2 separate regions of the Mus musculus genome follow, and region 2 is linked to region 1. A link is a contact called in public promoter capture Hi-C data. All regions are on one chromosome and are shown on one strand. The core of a region is the stretch at or near the end of the contact, and the rest is flanking DNA. Distances in the headings are between cores, read along the strand shown.

Evidence for each region. Capture Hi-C pulls out chosen DNA fragments and counts their contacts.
Region 2: a promoter capture Hi-C map of adipose tissue shows a contact between it and region 1. The contact joins two enhancer-like sites. A contact is called at or near these places in 1 of 15 datasets of contacts at CTCF or cohesin (large pre-B cells), 15 of 484 Hi-C or Micro-C datasets (CD4 T cells, brain, cerebellum and 6 more), 5 of 115 datasets of contacts at active chromatin or transcription factors (astrocytes, bone marrow-derived dendritic cells, embryonic basal ganglia and 2 more) and 3 of 9 other capture datasets (adipose tissue, embryonic stem cells and liver).

What each region holds. Positions count from the first base shown.
Region 1 is chr16:33,466,199-33,469,457 of GRCm38.p6, forward strand. Zfp148 (zinc finger protein 148) reads left to right here. Exons shown (of 9, transcript NM_011749.4): 6 at 657-780; 7 at 1,902-1,985. Among named protein-coding and RNA genes, the nearest start is that of Slc12a8, 50 kb to the right of the region's middle. Within about 2 kb of position 1,528, at least 19 of the 459 cell types and tissues checked have an H3K27ac peak or open chromatin away from gene starts, as enhancers often do. A contact at or near this core is called in adipose tissue, where this site is marked.
Region 2 is chr16:33,751,379-33,754,792 of GRCm38.p6, forward strand. The region is part of intron 12 of Heg1 (heart development protein with EGF-like domains 1); the gene reads left to right. Among named protein-coding and RNA genes, the nearest start is that of Muc13, 41 kb to the right of the region's middle. Within about 2 kb of position 1,718, at least 34 of the 459 cell types and tissues checked have an H3K27ac peak or open chromatin away from gene starts, as enhancers often do. A contact at or near this core is called in adipose tissue, where this site is marked.

The DNA.
Region 1 (3,259 bases), core at 278-2,777:
TATACCTATGTGGATATATATGTGATGTGTATACACATACACACAAAAGGATACTATGTATCCAGATAGACACTGTCCGTCTGTCTGTCTGTCTGTCTATCTATCTATCTATCTATTTATCTATCTATCCCCCCCTCTCTCTAGATGTATAGTGTCCTTTTCAATTGAAAAAAATATATACTGGGTTCTGAACCTTTTTGAGTTGAACAAATCCTGATTTTTTTTCCATTTAAGTAGATAGAATTTCTCAATTCATTAACAGTCACATAAAATTAAGTTAAATTGGTTTTCTGTGCTTTAGCAGTTCTCATTAATTGATTGATACTGAACTTTTCTCCCTGCATATATGAGAATTTGAAATTGAAGATTAAACTGTACTTCTAGCAGCCCTTTATGGGAACACGCAGGAACTCTGGTAGTAGAGACGCCATTACACAGGGGGTGGAAGAGTGCTTCCAAGGTTTTTACTATGGACTTTACCCAGTCTAAGTCAAATTGTGCTTTCCTACTTTAAAGGTACCACTCTCTTAATAGCCTTTTCCAGATTATTTCTGAAAAAAAATTTTTTTACAACCTCTTGCTTATGTTGTCCTTTTAAAATGTAGTATTTACATTTTAAAAACTTTGTTTTTTGCCTTTATTTTTTTTTAAACTAGATCCTTACAATAAATGAGGATGGATCACTTGGTTTGAAAACCCCTAAATCTCACGTTTGTGAGCACTGCAATGCTGCCTTTAGAACGAACTATCACTTACAGAGGCATGTCTTCATTCATACAGGTATTGAATTAAAATGGGCTTGTGGCCATTAAAATTATTATCATTGTTGTTTTCACCTTCGTATAAATGTCATCTAATCTTAAGACCATAGCTTACTTGGCATTGTCAGTCAAAATCTGTAGCCAGGCTATCAGGAGGAAACCGAGAAAGACTTTAAATGAGAGGACAATTGATTAATGCAGATATATCCATCTAATAGTGTTAATTGGGTATTCACTTGCCTTAAAGTTCTCTTTTTCAACGAGAGAAAATGCTTACGGATGTAGTAAGAGCCTGTTGGATTCATTTTTCTGTGTATGAACAGCACAGACAGTGTTTGGAAATCAGATATTAGAAATGGTAGCTAACAAAAGTAGAAGTTAAAAATCGTGAAATTGTTGAAAATAGAGCTAAAGGCTGATCACACACCTTTAGAACGGCAAGCTAGAAATATAAATGACTTGGTGGGTAAAGGAGATGTGTTGAAGTAGAAAATGCAGTGATAGCCAGAAGCCGATAGAGAAAGGATTTAAAGAGACCTCAGGGTAGAGAGACCGTGGCTGTAGTCTGTGGAACAGAGGTGAGGACTCCTGTAAGCTTCAAGCCCAGTGGGTGAGGAAGCACTTCAGACTTGAGACTGCCCTCGTAGGGTGTGGTGGGAGGACGGAGGAAGGTGCCAAGGAGCAGTGCAGCATGGAAGCACAGCTTCCCCTGGGCAGACCACAGCACTGGGGATTGAATTCGGTCTCCAGCAGAGACAGACTGCTTCCAAGGACAGAGGTAAAAGGGCAGAGGGGGATGGTTAGCCACTGAGAACAGGATGTGCATGCCTTCAGATAGGGAACACCAGGACTCTGGACAGTGCTTCCTTAGCTCGTATATCTTTTAAGTTTTGTTTTCTTTCTTATTAAAATGATATAAATGAAATTTTATTTTTTGTGTGATTGTGAAAATGTGAAACTTTAAATCCCGTGGGAAATTTTTGAGGGAAAGTATAACTGTTAATGAAAAATGTTTTTTAAAATCATGTGGTGTTTTAGAATTTCCCCAAATTTGGACTTCTAAGACATATATCCTCAGAAGTATGACTTAAAGTGTTGTCTTATTCATTAACTAATATATGGATGTCAAATTATTTTAAGGCGAAAAACCGTTTCAATGTAGTCAATGTGACATGCGTTTCATACAGAAGTACCTGCTTCAGAGACACGAGAAGATCCATACCGGTGAGTGCTGTGTCCTGCCTAACTAAGCTCATGGTCACCACCACAGGTGGAGGGAGGGAGGGAGGGAGGGAGTCTAAAAAGGCACACTGCTTAAGACTATCAGTCTCTTAATTGTAGTTAAATCCAGGTTTTAATGAATTACAACAAATTATTTTGAAATAGTTCCATAATAATATAAATTACATATTTTGAGTAACAAAGAAGGAAACTTTCCTGAAATAGCTGTGTAAGCTAAGTAAAATGATCATTCCCACTTATAAGGAGCAGTAGCATCCTTCATGTCTCTTTGTTACATGGCGCACTGTATCAAGGAAGACGCTGCCTGTGTCTCCATCCAGGGTTAATGATTTGGAAGTTCACTAAAGTGATCTATATGTTAAATTTTTTAATCTCATTTTAAAGCAAGTATCTCAAATTTTCTAAGTGACTTTGATTTAATAGACTATTGACTTTTCTTCTTTGATATTTCTAAGCATTGTAAGAAGACGTTTCTTTGAAATTAATTTACAGTGTTCAGGAGGTGAGGTGTGTGTGTGTGTGTGTGTGTGTGTGTGTGTGTTTTAGATTTTGTTGGAATTAAGAATGGTGATGAGTGCTAACAGTGACAATGCCAGCCCTGCGAGTTATTAGGGCCTTGTTACGTCCCTGTCCCAGAGTTATTTCGATGTGGTCTTATGGTATGTGCAGGATCTGTGGAACGGGATCCTTGGACACACTAATAGATAGCAGCCCTTTTTAATCAAAAGCTTTCCTGTGTCATGTTTGGTTTTATTTTGAGACAGGTCTTAACTCTAGCTAAAATGGCCTGGAACTCTGTCTTTATGCCTCAGTCTGCTGAGTGCTGCTATCATCGGCATGAGCCGCTATGCTCGGCTGAAACATTTATCACTTTAATATATGGTGGAAGAAAAAAATCATGTGGCTTTTATGTGACTTGATAGTTAACTTGAAATTTCAGTGCAATAATAAAAATGTTAGGTCCAAGGTGAAAAGAGTTGAATATTTTCATGTGTTTATTAGATTTTGATGATTTGTTCATTTAACAAAAACTTAGTGGCTGACCCTTCAATGTTTTTCAGTTGCTAGGAGTACACAGAGACTATTTTGGAGATAAGAGACATATGGATAAGCATCATGTAATTAAGTGTTGTAGACTTCTTGAGAATTACCCCAGAGAAAGCCTCTGCAAAGCGGCCTGAGGCAAAGTTATAAGTCTGTGTGTGACTGGATGGGTGAGCGTGATCTGAGAAAGTGAGACATAATGCTTGTCCTTT
Region 2 (3,414 bases), core at 468-2,967, 290 kb after region 1:
GGAAGAAATAAAGACCCCTGCACAGCTCTGCCTGTGCCGCGAACACAGCAAGTCACGCGGGGGGTAGGAGCCACAGAGCAGAGCCCACACCTAAAGGATAATGCAAGACTCTCGTGAATGTTTCCCGGAAGTCGTGGAATTGGAGGGAGGTTAAAAAAGACTGAACAGATACATGGGTGGGACGAGAGTAAGAAGAACGTTCCTCATTTAGAGTCTTGGGGCAATCACATGGTGTTTGGGGAACACTTTACATGTGGGTGTGTCCAAATTGGGGTGGTGGGGGGGGGGGACAGGAAGCACAGCATTGGGTTTGCAGGATGCCCAGGAAGAGAGCCGTTGGGCAGGGGCGGTACTGAGGCTGCAGTGGGTGACTGCTACCGGAGCTATCCGTCATAGCACAGGGGAATTGCATGACTGCAGCGAGCAAGTGCGCCTGTACCGCAGAGTCAGGAGACTTCCGGTGCAGTGCCCGCTGGGCACAAGGACCAGCCTGGGACATGTGCTGTGAGGCAGACTTACTCCGTGAAGGGGAGCATGCGCGGTCCAAGCCCTGTCAAGCATGCTGATAATGCAGCAAGCATGCTGTCTCAGGCTCCTCTTCTCTCTGAGGAGCGGTTTGAGGCAGGGTAGATTTGCTTGCATGGGTATTTTTTTCGTCTTCAGATGCTTTTGAGGTGGAAATTACCTTCAAAATTATGAAATAAACCGGGCGTGGTGGTGTATAACTTTAATTCCAGCACTCGGGAGGCAGAGGCAGGCGAATTTCTGAGTTCGAGGCCAGCCTGGTCTACAAAGTGAGTTCCAGGACAGCCAGGGCTACACAGAGAAACCCTTTCTCAAAAAAACAAAAAAACAAAAAACAAAGTTATGAAATAAAATTTGTGATACAGGATATAGGAGAGCCTAGTATGAATAATAGGAATCAAGACAGTTTTAGGATGGCTTTGTCTCATACAGGTAAATGTTCGAATGGTAACTATCTAAAGTTGGAAGTAGGCACAATTTTATTTCCTGTGTGTTGTGTATTGTCTGACCTCCCCCATTACTATTCCCTACTTGTATGTCCCACTTTTTATGTCTTCAGGATACCTACCTTTGTTCTTTTTTTTTCTATCCTTCCTTCCTTCCTTTCTTTTCTTCTTTCTTTCTTTCCTTTTTTTTTTTTTTTTTTTGAAAAAGTTTTTCTATGTAGCATTGGCTAGCCTGAAACCCACTATGACAAGGCTAGCCTTGAATTCTTAGAGATTCCCCTGCCTCTGCCTCTGCCTCCGCCTCCTGAGGGCTTTCTACATTTGTGTTCAAGGGAATAGTTATCTTTCTAGAAAGTGAAATTCATGCATGAATTCACTTCCTGGGTTGTGTGCAATTGATGTTTATTGTTTTGTTGTTTTTTGTTTTTGTTTTTGTTTTTGTTTTTGTTTTTGCTATGAACAGTCACCATTTATTTTGTAAGCTCTTGTGGTTAAAATCAACCCCATTGTTTGTAGGGTCTATAACCAGGATTTCTCTCAGGTCCCTGCGGCCACTTTTCCCTCCCCATTTATCCAAGTGACCATCATTATGTCTAGCAGAGGGCAGCCCCCTCCTGGACGGCAGTTGGCCCCAGCCCACTTCAGGAATGAAGCTGGCAGTTTGTCGTTACACTGGGGTGACTTGGAGCAACATCAAGTTAGTATTATGAAACATTTTATGGTGACTAATAAAAATGTTATGACGTGATAGCATGAGCAGGACACACTGAGACACATTTGCCAGTGGCCTCCTTATCTGAGGTCTGGGCCCAGCCCTGGGCATCGGTTATGAAGTTGGGGGGGACACCTGAATCTCTCCCCATTGGTGACAGAAGCACCTGAGGTATGTTTTGTGCCACCTTGCTAGCCTCAAACTCAGCAACCCTCCTCCCTCTGTCTCTTGAGTTCTGGGGTTATAAGTCTGCTCCACTGTGCCCAGCCCATCGAGCTGGATTTTCCATAGGCAGGAAACATCTCGGACAGATTTCTCCGCACATGCTGTTCTCAGGCCCAGTAAGAACAGTAAGCCAACCTCTTCCAGATACTGCATGACCTCTCCTTCTACATTCCTGGCTGTCACCCAGTTCCAGCATACTCTAGGCACCAGGGTAATCCGTGTCCTGCCTTTTAAAAGTGTTTTGCTAGCTCTCTAGTTCTGCCCAGGCTCCACACCTTGCTGCCTGTAGAAAATATCCTTCAAAAGGGTAGGGTGTCTTTCCCAAGGCTTTAGCTTTCGAGGACATGCAGGTCACCCATATCCAGGCTGGGGACCCCAACTAGCTTATCCCTTTTCTCTTCTTATGCAGTATTTGTCTCTGTTAATACCCCAAAGTCCAACAATTGTGTCTTCTTAGCCCCTTGTCCAGAATTCTTTTCTAACCAGACCTGTCTTTTGCCTTCTTCTGCCCCCTCCTCCTCTGCTGTTCTCTTAGGCTTGCACACTTTCTTAGTTGCTTGAATGTTATGTTGGTTGCTCTGCACAGGTATATATCATCACACCTGCTGCTTTGAGTTGCTTCAACTTTTTCCCATCTCATGCATGCCTGTTTTTATATATGTGTGTGTATATGTGTGTATTTATGTATATGTATGTGTATATGTGTGTATGTACATATGTATGTATATATGTATGTGTGCATATGTATGTGTATATGCATGTGTTTACTTGTTGAATTGGGATCTAGCCTATTTCCCATACTAGCCTAAAACCTACTTTGTAACCTAAGATGACCTCAAACTCAACAATCCTCCTGCCTCAGCCCTCTGTGTGCTGGGGTTATAGGCATGCACTACCATGCTGGCCACTTTTTCTCTTTTTCAAATTAATTGTACTTTGCCATAGCATAGAACAGTGTAAAATCAATTAGAGTAGAGGTGTAAGGTAAGGAAAGGGGAGCCTGCATGCCATCTGTCACCCACTACCCACTGCACACCGTCTGCATGAGGACCATCAGGCATCTGCCACCCAGAGTTCCAGACCGCCTCACGCCATACCCACGGAATCAGAATCTGGAAATTTACCAAACCCAGCAACTTGCTTATGTGCTGCGTTGCATGCATCCTACAGCCCGAAGAACAGGTGTCATCCGAGTGGATGTACGTCTCTTTTGCAAATAATTGGACCTCACTGAAGATACTATTTTTTAACCTAAACTCTTAAAGCTATACTATTTTTATTTTTTTTTATTTTATTTATTTGTTTGTTTGTTTGTTTGTTTGTTTGTTTGTTTTGAGACAGGGTTTCTCTGAATAGCCCTGGCTATCCTGGAACTCACTCTGTAGACCAGGCTGGCCTTGAACTCAGAAATCCACCTGTCTCTGCCTCCCAAGTGCTAGGATTAAAGGCGTGCGCCACCACTGCCAGGCTGTGTTTTTTTTTTTTTTTTTAAGCTATACTATTTTT